Linked DNA regions of Macaca mulatta: region 2 is linked to region 1. The links are chromatin contacts, called in public Hi-C maps. All regions are on one chromosome and are shown on one strand. Each heading gives the region's core, a stretch centred on a gene start, on an enhancer-like site or on the middle of the called end of the contact. The rest is flanking DNA. Distances are from core to core; before and after follow the strand shown. Region 1 holds the start of GOLPH3 (golgi phosphoprotein 3). Region 2 holds the start of MTMR12 (myotubularin related protein 12).

The links. Hi-C and Micro-C count contacts between places; a contact is called where the count stands out from the background.
Region 2: a contact with region 1 is called in a Hi-C map of fetal cortex germinal zone, with 2.5 times the contacts expected there. The contact joins the promoter of MTMR12 here to the promoter of GOLPH3 in region 1. A contact is called at or near these places in 2 of 14 Hi-C or Micro-C datasets (blood and fetal cortex germinal zone).

Annotation. Positions count from the first base shown.
Region 1 is chr6:33,549,897-33,553,425 of T2T-MMU8v2.0, forward strand. It overlaps GOLPH3 (golgi phosphoprotein 3), which reads right to left and starts at 1,890. Exons shown (of 4, transcript XM_015139792.3): 1 at 1,409-1,890. The coding sequence starts at 1,633.
Region 2 is chr6:33,692,667-33,695,739 of T2T-MMU8v2.0, forward strand. MTMR12 (myotubularin related protein 12) reads right to left here and starts at 1,636. Exons shown (of 16, transcript NM_001266986.1): 1 at 1,458-1,636. The coding sequence starts at 1,538.

The DNA of each region.
Region 1 (3,529 bases), core at 640-3,139:
TTGGAAAACTTTCTTAAAATCAGGTCTGAGCGCGGAGGCTCAAGCCTGTAATCCCAGCACTTCGGAAGGCCGAGGCGGGCGGCTGACTAGGTCAAGAGATCAAGACCATCCTGGCCAACATGGTGAAACCCCATCTCTACTAAAGGTATGAAAATTAGCTGGGCGTGGCGTCGCACGCCTGTAATCCCAGCTATTCGGGAGGCTGAGGCAGGAGAATCGCTTGAATCCGGGAGGCAGAGGTTGCAGTGAGTGGAGACCGCACCACTGCACTCCAGCCTGGGCGACAGAGTGAGACTCCGTCTCAAAACAAAACAAAACAAAAATACAAAATTAGCCTGGCATGGTGGCGCATGCCTGTAATCCCAGTTACTCAGGAGGCTGAGGCAGAAGAATCGCTTGAACCGGGGAGGCGGAGGTTTCGGACCGCGGCATTGCACTCCAGGAGCTTGGGCAATAAAAGCGAAACTCCGTCTCAAAATAAACAAATAATCATTTCTTAGGCAAATGTAACAAATACAGCAGAACGTTATAGAATCTAGGAAAGAGTATATATGCATATGTATCTATCACTTTTTCAACTTTTCTGTATGTGAAAATTTTGGACACTGAAGTGAAAATAAATGCTTTCAAAGTCAGAATGCAAAGAAATATCTATTGCAACTTCAACCCACCTGAAAATCTGAGGCCTTTCATCAACTCACAAACCCACATTTCAAGCATTCGATGAAAAAATCCTTTCTTAAGACGGCAAGACTTTGAGATTAATCAACTGATAAAATATAAAAGCTATACTAAAAATAATCTCTAACCCAAGTCAAGTTCACCTAGAAAGTCATTTGCCAGGAGTTTTCATGAGAATTTTGACTTAACTTTACTCAGTAAAAGAGCTTTTCCCTCTATTACCACTTCGCCTACGTTTTTCCTAATTCCCAACAGTAAGCCTTAACTGAAGAAGAAAAACCCCAGCAAGCAGATCCGGGCACCCCTCCCAGGTCCTAAAACCTGCAAAAACCCAAGAGTTCGTGGCGCTGGTGGCGCCAGCTGTTTGTTTCCCGGGCAGTCTCCGGGTTGGATTTGCACCCTGGGGTCTACACGGGTTAAAAACGCGGAAAAAGGCGACGAAGAAATACAAACTGCCAGGGTGTCGAAATGAAAGGAGCGACTGTGAAAAGGGTAAGGAAAAATCCAAGCCATCTCTACTGGGAGGATCCGGAAAGCACCGGCCGCGCAGGGGGTCAACAAACTCCGACACTGCTCAGGGTCAGCTGGGCGCCACCGGGCGCGGGCTCCGGAGCGAGGGCAGGTGCGCAGGCCGGAAGCCTCGGGCGCTCACCTGGCACCTACCTGGAGCTCACCTGGCGCCCGGGCCCCGCGCCGCCTCCCCCCGCCCTGCCCGCCGCGTCCGCACCTCGCGGTCCTTGAGGCCCAGCAGGAGCACCTCCTCCATCAGGGTCAGCCGCGTTTCCTTGGAGTCGCCCTTGTCGTCGTCGTCCTGCTCGTCGCGGCGGCTCTGCGCGTCGTCCTCGCTGCTGCCGGCGCCGCCGCCCGCCGCCCGCTCCTTGTCGGCGGCGTTGCGGGAGGCCTCGGTGCGCCGCTGCACCAGGCCCGAGCTGCGCTGGGTCAGCGAGGTCATGGCTCCCGCCGAGGCGCCGAGCCGGGCCGAGAGGGACGCGGGACCGACCGGCTCGCCCTCCTCCTCCCCGCGCGGCCTCCGACCCGGGTTTCCGTGTTAAATCCGGACGCCGGGGCGACGTCCGTCGGCAGCAGGGCCGGGGGCAGTCATGAGGAGACAGGTCAGGGCGAAGCGGGCTGGCCGGGCGTCGGCGGAGCAGGAGAGGGGCGCCTTCCTGCGTGCGGCCGCGGCCCCCGAAACAGCCCGAGCTCCGAAACGGAGGCGGCGGCGGCGCCTTTCCAATATGGCGGCCCCGGCTGACGTCACCGGAGGATGTGGCAGAGTCGGCGCGGAAGAACTGGGCCGGGAGACGCCGGAAGCGGCGGGCGGGGACCCGGCGGCCGGACCCGGCGGGCGGGGATCCTCTGGCACTGCCGCCTACACCCTTCCTGGCCCTTGGTACTTGTCTTTTCCTTGTAGTTCCTGCGCCCCCTGACCCGCGGTCCTGTAGTCCCGCTCCCGTGACGTGCCCTCCCTCCTTCCGCTCCCCGTTTTGCCTTCACTACCCAGGGCTGGAGCCTGAACCTGGTGGGGCCCCCCACGAATCGGAAGAGCCTGGGCCACGTGAAGGTGGACCCCACTCAGCCTCCAGCCTTGCCCTCCGCGCCTCAGACACCGCCGTCTTCGGAGGCGGCTCCGCGGCGGTGTGGAAGGGGTCCCATTTGGACTCCGGGGTCCGCAGGAGTGGCAGGAAGCGCTTCGCTCGCGGCCACTGGGAGAGGAGGGGCGCGCTTTCTGCCGGGACTCCCTAACCCTTTAGAAGAAGCAAGTGCGTCCAAATGGTTTGAAAGTGGACCTTTAGTGTTTTCCAGGAGTAAGAAGATAGAACAATTGACCAGTTTTGTTTGTAAAACTTCTTTTCTTGCCTTGGACTTCTGCTATAAAGTGACCAGGGCGTAGTGAGTACAGTTAGTGCCGCACACGTTAGCACGCTCAACCTTAACGATCTTTTTATAGAGACAATAAACCTGCAGGGTTTCATGCCACGTCTTTGTACGCATCAGATCTCTCTCCGTGTAGTTACTAAGTGAAATCCTCTCGGCGTATGCAAATTACGTTAAAAAATAGCTGTCAAACCTGAGTCAGGAGTTGGAGGAGTAGAGGGTGGCGCTTATAAGTGAAACAATCAGGAATGGCATTGTGTGCCATCCTGTATTAAACAATGTATGGACAGAGTGGAACAACAGCAAAGCAAAAAATAAAAATTTAAAAAAAAAAAGTGATCGTAGGCTGTGGCTAAAGAGTGGTTTAGATGGGTTCTCTTTCCACAAATCCATTATCCAGAACTGCTGCTGCCTACCATCGCATGCCCTGGAAAGTGACAGTGCTAAATGAGGGGAAGAGAGGGTCCAGGGGGAGCACCAAGTAGACCTTCCCTTTTTCCCACCTGTCTGGGCGAAGGTCGATTTCACCTCAACCAATTTCTCCCATTCACACCCTCTTTTGACTTTTTTTCTACATCTCTTTTCTGATTTTACCAAATATTGTAGCTTGAAATGTTTCTTTCTAAAATAAATGTGATGAATTTATTATTTGAAAAAAGTTAACCAGGAGTTGTGGCCCACATCTGTAGTCTCAGGTCCTCAGGAGGCTGAGGCAGGAGAACCACTTGGGCCCAGAATTTGAGGCTGCCATGAGGGTGATCGCGCCACTGCATACCAGCCTGGGAGACAGAACAAGACCCTGTCTCAAAAAAAAAAAAATTACTTGACTAATATAGTCAAGTATGTAGTTCAAAGAGTACAAAGACGTGTGTAGTGAAAATCTCCCTCCCAGCTCTGCCCCTGTTCACCCAGTTGTTCTCCTTTCTCCCCTCAAGGTTTTAATGCCAGCAAATCCTCTGATACTCCTCCCCTC
Region 2 (3,073 bases), core at 386-2,885, 140 kb after region 1:
ATGTGATACTACAAGGGAAGCCTGCTGAAACTGTAAGATGACCCTGACTCCACGTCAAGTGCTAACAGAGGAAATGGTTTGTATTTTACAACTAGGACTAAAAATAAGAGCAATTTTAAGAGCACTCTCCCCTGGAGAAAACACACATATCTTGAATTTAAAGATACATATGCAAATGCCTCAGGCCCCAGGTGGTCTTACAGAAGCAGTCCCTGATCAGCTCTCTCATCCACAGCCCACGTGCTTCTGCATTACAGAGGTGGGAGGACATCTGCAACAAATTTGGCGGTGATTCTGCACTTCTGCTGGAGAGAAGAGCAGAAAAAAACCTTCACAGATCCAAAATGAGAAGGCATCTCATTAGGCATTTGGATTAAGAACTATTACTCAAGATGCCCTGAGCAAGGCCTACAAGTTCTGATCTCTCTAACCTCCTCTCCTAGGACTGTCCCCCTTGTCCATGGGCCTCTGCCATGCTGGCTTCCTTGACGCTCCGCCAACCCTTCAGACACACTCCCACCTCACAACCTTCCCGGGGGCTGTTCTCTCTACCTGGATGACTCTTCTCTCAGACCCCTCACATCTTCAAGTCTCGGCTCAAATGCCACCTTTGCGCGGAGGAAAAAGATTTCTTTCCTTTACCACGATATTTATCGCCTCCTACTACACAGTATAATTTACTTAAATATCTATAATTCACCCTGTTTCTCCTCTCCCCCTCAAATAAGTTCCAGGAGAGCAGAGATCTCTGTCTTGTTCACTGATGTCTATCACAAGCACTTAGTGCCTGACACATAGTAGGAGCTCAAGTAGTATTATCTGAATGAATGAACAAACTTCTTGACCTGAAGATTCAGAACAGTAAGAAGTGGGTAGAAAGGATGATGGTGAGGGGATGAGGAGAAAGAAGCGACAGCGGAGAATTCCTAAGGGACCCCCGTTTCTCCCCGCAGAGCTGACGGGAGGCGGACGTAGGTGCAAGGCATCCCGCCAGCGGCACCCGAGGCACTCAGAGGTCGGCAGCGGAGGCCGGCGGGCTCCCGGGCTCACTGAGAAAGTCCAGAGGCAGGACGGACCCACGCGGGCTCCGAGCAGGCCCCGTTAGGGGCTCCGACCCCCGGCCCTACCCCTCCCAGCAGTGCCCACAACCCCAGGTCCTGGGCCAGAATCCCCAGGGGCGTTCTGGGCCGCAATCTCTTCTCGGCTCGGGCCCCTCCACCAGCCTCCAGCGGCCGGGCCCTGCGCTCGGGCACCTGCCTGCCTGCGCCAGGGTCCCCACTCTGGCCCGCGTGGAGGCCCCAGCGCGCCCCTGCGGCCTCAGCCCGCCTGGCTGCCCCATCGCCCGGCACAAGGGCAGGAAGCGCTCCGCGGCACTCCCCGCGGCAGGGAAGGGGCTCCCGGCGCCCCTCTCCCGGGCCGCCCCTGCCCCACGCCCCGCCTGCGCGGCGCCCCCTCACCTCAGGGCGTACGTACGACACGAAGGAGGGCTTGGGGGCCTTGGTGCCGCCGCCACCGCCGACTACTCCTTTCCCCAGCATACCGCCGCCCTGGGAAGCAGCGCCGCGCGGACGCAGAGGTGGCGGCTCGGGCTCCAGCTGGGGCAGCAGCGGCGGCCACCAGCACTAGCGGCTGGGGCTCCGCCCATCCCCAGGGCCGCGACCGCCGCGGTGCCGCCCGCATCCGGCTCCGCCGCTGACACCGCTCGCCCCGCCCAGGCCCGTGGGCCCCGCCCACCCCGCGCTCTGGCCCACAGAGCAAGGAGACCGCTACTGGAGGCCACGCCCACCCTCCCGCAGGAGGGTCTGACCCGCCGAGAATCACCACCTTCCTGCGGCAAAGCCCGCCCTCATGCTGTCTCTGACTGGCCAGAGGCGTTGCCGGCCGAACCCCCGCGCCCAACCCCTTCTTGAGTGAGTTTGGAGAGATGTTTCCTCTAACCAATCCAGAGAGGTTTCTCTCCGGACTTTCCGGCGATTGGATGGCGAGGATATAACCGTCGTCCAATGATCGTGCAGTCACCAAGTTGTCGTTAGCAGGGGTTCACGGCAGTCGTTTTCTGCCTTTTGCTTGTGTCTTTGGAATAAAACGTCAAAAAATGGGATGTGTGGAATCTTGCTATAGGAGTTCCCAACTTACATCGATGACGTTCAAGGTTTTTTATTTTATTTTATTATTTACTTTTGAGACGGAGTTTTGCTCTTGTCGCCTAGGCTGGAGTGCAATGGCGCGATCTCGGCTCATTGCAACCTCCGCCTCCCAGGTTCAAGTGATTCTCTTGCCTCAGCCTCCCGGGTAGCTGGGATTACAGGCTCCCGCCACTACATCCAGCTAATTTTTTTCTTTCTTTGGTCGTTCTGTCGCCCAGGTTGGAGTGCAATGACGTAGTATAGGCTCGCTGCAACCTCCGCCTCCCGGGTTCAAGCGATTCTCCTGCCTCAGCCTCCCGAGTAGCTGGGATTATAGGCGCCTATACTCACACCCGGCTAATTTTTGTATTTTTAGTAGAGACGGGGTTTCACCATGTTTGCCAGGCTGGTCTCAAACCCCTAACCTCGTGATCCGCCCGCCTCGGCCTCCCAAAGTGTTAATACTAGAGGCGTGAGCCACCGCGCCTGGCCGCTAATTTTTGTATTTTTAATAGAGACGGGCGTTTCACCATGTTGGCCAGGCTGGTCTCAAACTCCTGACTTCAGATGATCCACCCGCTTCGGCCTCCCGAAGGGCTGAAATTACAGGCGTGAGCCACCGCGCCCGACCTCAAGGTTTATTATTTTAAATGTAAACAAAAATGAGACAAATGGTGACTCACGCTTCTAATCCCAGCACTTTGGGAGGCCGAGGCGGGTGGATTTCTTGATCTTAAAAAACCCTCATTTTTTAGTCAAGATTGTAAAGAAAATTCATTTCAATTCTACATTTGGTGCCAAGCATTGTTAGTTGCAGATAAATAAGATAGAATCCATCTCTTAAGAAATTCAATCTAGTGGAAAAAACCTGATAAAAATTTGCAGTTAATTTTTTAGGTGTCAGGCACTGTGCTAAGTACTCTCATTGGTGACCTTGATTTTTACCC